Linked DNA regions of Macaca mulatta: region 1 is linked to region 2. Evidence: chromatin contacts called from public Hi-C data. All regions are on one chromosome and are shown on one strand. Each heading gives the region's core, a stretch centred on a gene start, on an enhancer-like site or on the middle of the called end of the contact. The rest is flanking DNA. Distances are from core to core; before and after follow the strand shown.

Region 1 (2,946 bases), core at 2-2,501, 110 kb after region 2:
GCTTCAAATGTCACGATCCCTGGGTCCAGGTTTTGCCTGGATGATGTGTGTGTCCTGGGACATGGCTTGAACCACCTCTGGACTTCAATGTCCAGTTTTTACCAAAAATTTTACCTGGAAGGCCTGTCTCTGAAATCCCTTTCCATCAGGTCTGATGTTCCATGGGTAAACCTAGGGGTCCGATGGGGCTTGAAGTTGTAGTTTTGGGGTCCAGAGTCAGAGACTCTGGGCTGGGAAATCCTCCCGCCTCTCTCCTTCCCCTCCCCCAGCCTGTCCTTCCCTCCATCTGTCTGAAAGAAAGATGGTCTCTGAAACCCAGGGGACCCATCCACACAGGCCGCCTGCTGTTTTTCCGTTAAAATTACAGCCTTGGAAGTTTTTTTTTTATTTGCGTCTCAGCTCATTTCTGACATTCCTTTCCGACCACAATGGAGTTGCCTGGGCTGCCTGTGCTCAGGGCCCCCTGGCTCACGCAGCTGTGGGCTGACCTCATCTCTACCAGTGCCAGGCAAGGGGCCAGGAGGGGGCTGGGCCTGGCCTTCCTTCAGGACCACAGGCCCAGCAGCAAGGAAACTCAGCTGAGAACAGGGGCCTCCTCCACCTTGTCCCCTTCTGCACTTGGAGTCCTCGTGGCTAGAGGAGTCCAGATGCACCTTCTGAGGTTCTCCCTCCGCTGCTTTCCTGGGTGGCTCCGAGGTGTGGTTAAGTTGGGGGTGGGCACCCGTGTCCCAGATGAAGACCCTGAGACCCCAAGAACGGGTAATACCCCTGGTGAGGGTCCCTCCCTGCTGTAGCCTGGGGTGGTCTGCGAGTCCCTGAGAGATGGGGCTTCCTCACTCCCCATCTCTGGCCTTTGGAGAAAAATGAAGCCTCCAACAGTGGCAGAAGGTGGCAGTGATGTAGAAAAAATTTGGCCTAGGAATGGGAGTCCCGGGTTGTGATGCAAGCTCCTCTCCAGACCATTCCCTCTCCCCTTGTGTCTGTGCAGCCAGAGGGTGGACGAGGCGTGCTGGGGTTCCCTTGGCTCCAGTCTGCAAGAGCTGAGCTCCCACCAGGCACTTAGCAGCTGGTTATCCCGTCTGCTGCCGCCCCCGCCCCTTCCCCTCGCCCCCGCCGCCGGCCACCCGCCCAAAATAGAAAAGGAAAGGAAGTTATTTCCATAGTCAGCTGCAGCCCGGAAAAGCTCCCCTCCAGTGAGGGGGCGGGCGGGATTCCTGGAGCTGGAGACCAAATCAAAGCCAGGCCCGAGAGAGCGAGAGCGGCCCCCACCGCCCGGCCCTCGGCTGCCTTCTCAGTGTGCCGTTTCCCTGACTCAGCGGAACACGTGTCCTGCGGTTGCCACGCTGCAGGCTGCCATGGAGCTGTGGGGAGCTCCTGGCTGGGCTCCGAGCTGCCCTCAGGCCCAGGGCGGTAGGGCGGGAGCCTGGGGGTCAGGGAGGGTGTGTGTGCCACCCCCTCTTCCTCTACTGCCTTGCCCAGCTGTTGGCTCTGCCATGGCACGGAGCTCCTGCCACACACACACCAGGCCTGGAAAGAGTGGTCCCAGAGCACCCTGAGAGGGAGATCCCTTCCACACTCACCTCTCCACACACTTTTCAGAACACTGCTCAGGACATGGCCTCCTGAGGGGCTCCCCAGTACCTGGGCAGGGAGGCAGCAGTTTCTAGCTAAGGAAACCGAACCCGAGAGGGGAACAGGGGCCCACCTAAGACTACCCCGCCGGCTGATGGTTGAGCCAGAACTGGAGCTTGGATCTGCTTTACCCTCTGTACGGATCCTGGCGTCCCCATATGCCCCCTCTTCAGCAAACCAACATGCAGCAGGCTGTGCTGTTGGTGGCTTATGTGTCTGTTCCTTTGGACCATACCTGTCACTCAGCACCGTGAGCCTGGCACTGTGTAGGTGCTAGCATAGAAGCATGAAAGGATACAATCCCTGCTGTCTTTAGGGCACATTTGTAAACATCTATAGCTAAATCCACAGAGTTCCACATGTGCACCATGGACAGACAGCGCTGAAGGTCTAGAGACCTGGGCGGGCATGTGACTGGACAGCATGAATGGCTGGGGAGTTCGCTGAGGCCGGTGGAGACATCTCCAGTGATGACACAAAGTGATGGGCCTTTGTTCTGGGGGCAGTGGAGGCCATGGGAATCTCTGAGCAGGATCTGACCTGCCTGAGGACCTGGTGTGATGGGGCCAGGAGACCTGGGGTTGGGCTTAATGACTCCCTCTTCCCTGTCACCTCCCATCCCCTAGTATCGACGTGCTGAGCTCTGCAGCCCCTACAAGCCAGAGACGCTATCGGAACTGGAACCCACCACTACTGGGCAACCTCCCGGATGACTTTCTCCGCATCCTCCCCCAGCAGCTGGACAGCATACAGGTAACAGGGGCCGCCCCCGCCTTCCACTCCCACCTGCCTGTCCAGCATCTCTCTTTGCCCACACAATTTGTGCCAGCCAGTTTTACTTCCTGATGTTTAAACCCAGGCTGAGCTATTTCTGTTGCCCTGGGTTCGTAGGGAAAGAATGCTGAACTGAAAGCCTCACTTCCTGCCTGGGTCTGGAGGTTTCCTGTTCTATCCAGGGAAGGTGGCAGCCTAAGGAGGCTGTCTGCTGCAGCAGTCACCTCAGGCTGGAGAGAGGCGGGCATGGGGTGGCCAATGGTGGAGGGCCAGAGCACCCCCCTTCCTCCCTCGGGAAAGGGCCAGAGGCAGCTTCTCGATAGATGTTGGCATGCTCCAAGGTGCCCCACAGCGGGGCAGGTCCACCCTGAGGCTGCCGGTGCCGGGAGAGGGTTGAGTTTGGGAATCCACGTATAGGCTGTTCCACAGTTTGCAGATTTCTTTTCAGGACTGTTCAGGTTGTAGATGAAGGTATGAGGTGGTCCGTGGCGTGGAGGAAAAATAGTTTTTAGGCTACTGCTGTGTCCCCTGCAATGAGGG
Region 2 (3,160 bases), core at 105-2,604:
GTGGATGGAAAGGAAACACACTGTCAAATTATTGTATCTCCTTGGTTTTCTATTACAGTAGAATTCTCCAGCCATATTTTTATTGTCTATGGGGGAAGTTGGAGATGGTGACCTTGATTAGAAGTGTCTGGAGGGGGAAAAATGGAGGGGATAAGATTCAGTTGGTTTTGGAAAATGTTGAAGTCTTAATGCGTCCATCTGAAGAATGTTTCCTAAAAGCAGAGTTTATAAAAATATCACTGATACAGCCTGCCCCCTCATTTCCCTGCCACAGGAGATGTCTTGGACTAGAGACACTTGTTTAATAATAGCTTGTCTCTGATATTCCCAGTAGCTACCCTCTGTGTGAGGAAAGGATAGAAATGTTCAGGACATCATCATACAGGCTCCTCATCTACAAAGTTCCAGTAGCAGTGACGCCTACACGGAAGACTTGGAACTGCAAACAGAGGCTGGGGTCACCTCAGTGACATCTCCTGACGCTGTCCAACCAGAAGTTCGATTTTTGTTCTGGGGGTGAAGGAGGAAACAGACTGTACTAAAGGACTAAAATAATTTCTTGTCTATACTATCTCACTTGTTTTTATTTTTGGCGGGAGAGGAGGGGTGTTGGGATAGAATTTCACATCCTATCTTGGAGTGAAGGGGAGGATGGGGAGGCTCAGCCCTTCACCCAAGAATAACCCAGTAATGACATCTCTACGCGTGGGAAGTGTTTCCCTCCACACTGGGAGGATCTGAGGCTGCACCCCAGTGGGATTCCCTGCTCGAGTTGGAAGGCCATCTAGCCATGAGATGCATATCGTAGCGAGAGCGCGGAGGGCTTAGCCGACCAGGGAGGAAATGCCAGAGGGAAGAGACACTCGAAGTCGAAAGGGCTTCCCCCAATTTGGAGGTGGGGACCATGCTGTGCATGAGCGATTGAAGAGCCGGGTGTCCGCTGTGGCCTGTGCCCTCCGCTGAGGATCTGACAGGGACTCTACGGTGCTGGACACCGTGTCTGAGTCACGGGAGACGGCCCAGCTGTGCCCAGCGGGCCAGCGCCAGACCCTGGCGTCCTCCATCTTCTCTCCTGAGCTCCCCCTGCTACAGCTGCCTGAGCCACGGACCGCAGCACCACACACCCCCGCGGGGGGGGACGCCGCGCCCCATCCCCGCCCCGGGCCCCACCCCAGCCCCCCCGCGGGGGCCCTGACCCCACCGCCAGCGGGCACTGGCTGAGCTCCGAGGCGGCGAGCCGGCAGTGGGGACGCCCGGAGGGGGTCCGGGCGACTGGGGGCGGCGGCGGCCGGGCCGGGGCTCCCCCCCCGCCCGCGCTCGCCGCCGCGGTGGTGCGTCCCGGAGGTTACCGGAAGTGGCCGCGCTCGGCGCTGCCATGTTGAGGAGCCGCCGCTGCCGTTGCCGCCGCCGCCGCCGCCGCTTTGTTGTCGCCTCCTCCGGCTGAGGAGGCTCCCCGAGCGGGGGGAGTGGGGAGGAGGGGGGTCGGCCGCCGCAGCCATGGAGGCCAACTGGACCGCGTTCCTGTTCCAGGTACTGGGGGCCCCCCCGGGGGGGCACGGGGGGGACAGGGGGGCCGGGCCCCGGGCTGGCGGGCGGGCGGGCGCTCCTCCTCCCCTCCCTCCCGGCTCCGCTCTCCGGCCCGGCCTTAATCCCCCTTTGTTTTTCCGCCCGCCCGCCCGCCCCGGCGGAGCGGGGCTGCTGAGGTGAAAGGAGGCGGCCTCACGGGGTGCGGGGGAGAGAGCAGGCCTCGGGGTGAACCCGGGGGCCCCCCAGCACACACACGCACACACACACACTCACACACACCCTTCCCTCCCGCCCTGAAGGGGAAGGGAGGAGGCCGGTCGCTGTCACCACCCCGCGGCCCAGAGAAAGGAGGGCGCCGGGCCGCTGGATAGCGCGGGCTGCTGGGCCACTGCGTGCCGGCCCGGTCCGGCACGGTGGGGTGAGGAGGTCGCCAGGTCCTGCTCTGAGTCCCCTCCCGCCACTTCATCCATCTTTCGCTTGTTCTCTTTTCATCTCCCTCTTCTTTTTGTGTGTGTGCGTGCCTGTGTTGACTTTCTGACCCCCTCTCGTGTCCCCGCGAATAGCGGGTATCCCTGTGTTCCCCGCCACTCCCCCTCACCGCCACCACCCCTCTCGTGTTTACCCAGTTCGGGGGGGGGGGGGAGGATGTTGTGAGTGTGTATCCCCTCCCCAAACTTTTTCACTGGATTTACATTTTTTCTTTCCCAAGCCTCAGCCGAGCCTTGGCAGCTGACACCTTCTCCCTCTGTCCAGCTCTCCCGCCGTCCCATTGAGCCCGGGGAATCCCCTAGCCGGGCCGGCCCGGGGCGGGGGGAGCGGTGGGGGCCGGGACTCTTGGAGGCCCGACCTTCTCCCGAATCGCTTTTCTTTCTCGGCCCACCTCGAACGTTTCCTCCAAGTGGAGAGAGCAAACAAAGTCCGCTTACAAAGCCCCCAGATGAGTCACTCTCTGGGATGTTGGTCTTCGCTTTTTTGCAAGAAACTTGAAAGTGACTGTAGCCGATCTGTTTTGGCAATTCTCTTGCCCGCCCACTTTAGATGGGGGACCCCTCTTTGGCAGATCTAGGCTGGAACTTATTTTTTTCCTACTCCTTTCTATTTGCAAACGAAGCATTTAGTGGGCAGTAGCGATGAGCTCACGAGGAAACTTCGGAACTGGAGGAGGTTAGGAAGCTCGTCACTTTTAAGTGCGTTCTTCCCGCCTCTCTGAGTTATTTTCCTTTGAATACTTGGTGAAATCCCAAACGCGTAGCTGGGGCGCTTGATACCTTTTGGAACTAACAGGAACGGATGCAGAATTTTCAAAAAATTATTCTCCCAGCCACTGGATTCATCCTAGTGGAGTTAATGTAGGGATTTGGATAACTCAGAAATTACCTATTGTGTAGACTGGCCTTTTGTTTTAAGACGTATTTTTTCACATGTGGGCAATTTGATCTTTAAGTAGTTACGAAAATATATTTGGGCTTCTTAAAATTGAAAATACCCAACATTATGGAATTCATGAACTTCCCCCTTTTCTCATTCTGGTCAGTGTTGTTTTATTGTACTTTGATGAGCTTGCTAATAATGTGATAAACCAACTTGAAAATGCATTGGAAAAGAAATGATATATAACTAGCATGCATCCAGG

The links. Hi-C and Micro-C count contacts between places; a contact is called where the count stands out from the background.
Region 1: a contact with region 2 is called in a Hi-C map of fetal cortex germinal zone, with 3 times the contacts expected there. The contact joins the enhancer-like site here to the promoter of VEZF1 in region 2. A contact is called at or near these places in 4 of 14 Hi-C or Micro-C datasets (blood, fetal cortex germinal zone, fetal cortical plate and 1 more).

What each region holds. Positions count from the first base shown.
Region 1 is chr16:52,115,815-52,118,760 of T2T-MMU8v2.0, forward strand. CUEDC1 (CUE domain containing 1) reads left to right here. Exons shown (of 12, transcript XM_077970988.1): 5 at 2,259-2,385. Among named protein-coding and RNA genes, the nearest start is that of MRPS23, 26 kb to the right of the region's middle. Within about 2 kb of position 1,252, at least 28 of the 40 cell types and tissues checked have an H3K27ac peak or open chromatin away from gene starts, as enhancers often do. A contact at or near this core is called in fetal cortex germinal zone and fetal cortical plate, where this site is marked.
Region 2 is chr16:52,001,308-52,004,467 of T2T-MMU8v2.0, forward strand. It overlaps VEZF1 (vascular endothelial zinc finger 1), which reads left to right and starts at 1,355. Exons shown (of 8, transcript XM_077970977.1): 1 at 1,355-1,530. LOC144335563 reads left to right here. Exons shown (of 8, transcript XM_077971040.1): 8 at 332-569. The coding sequence ends at 334.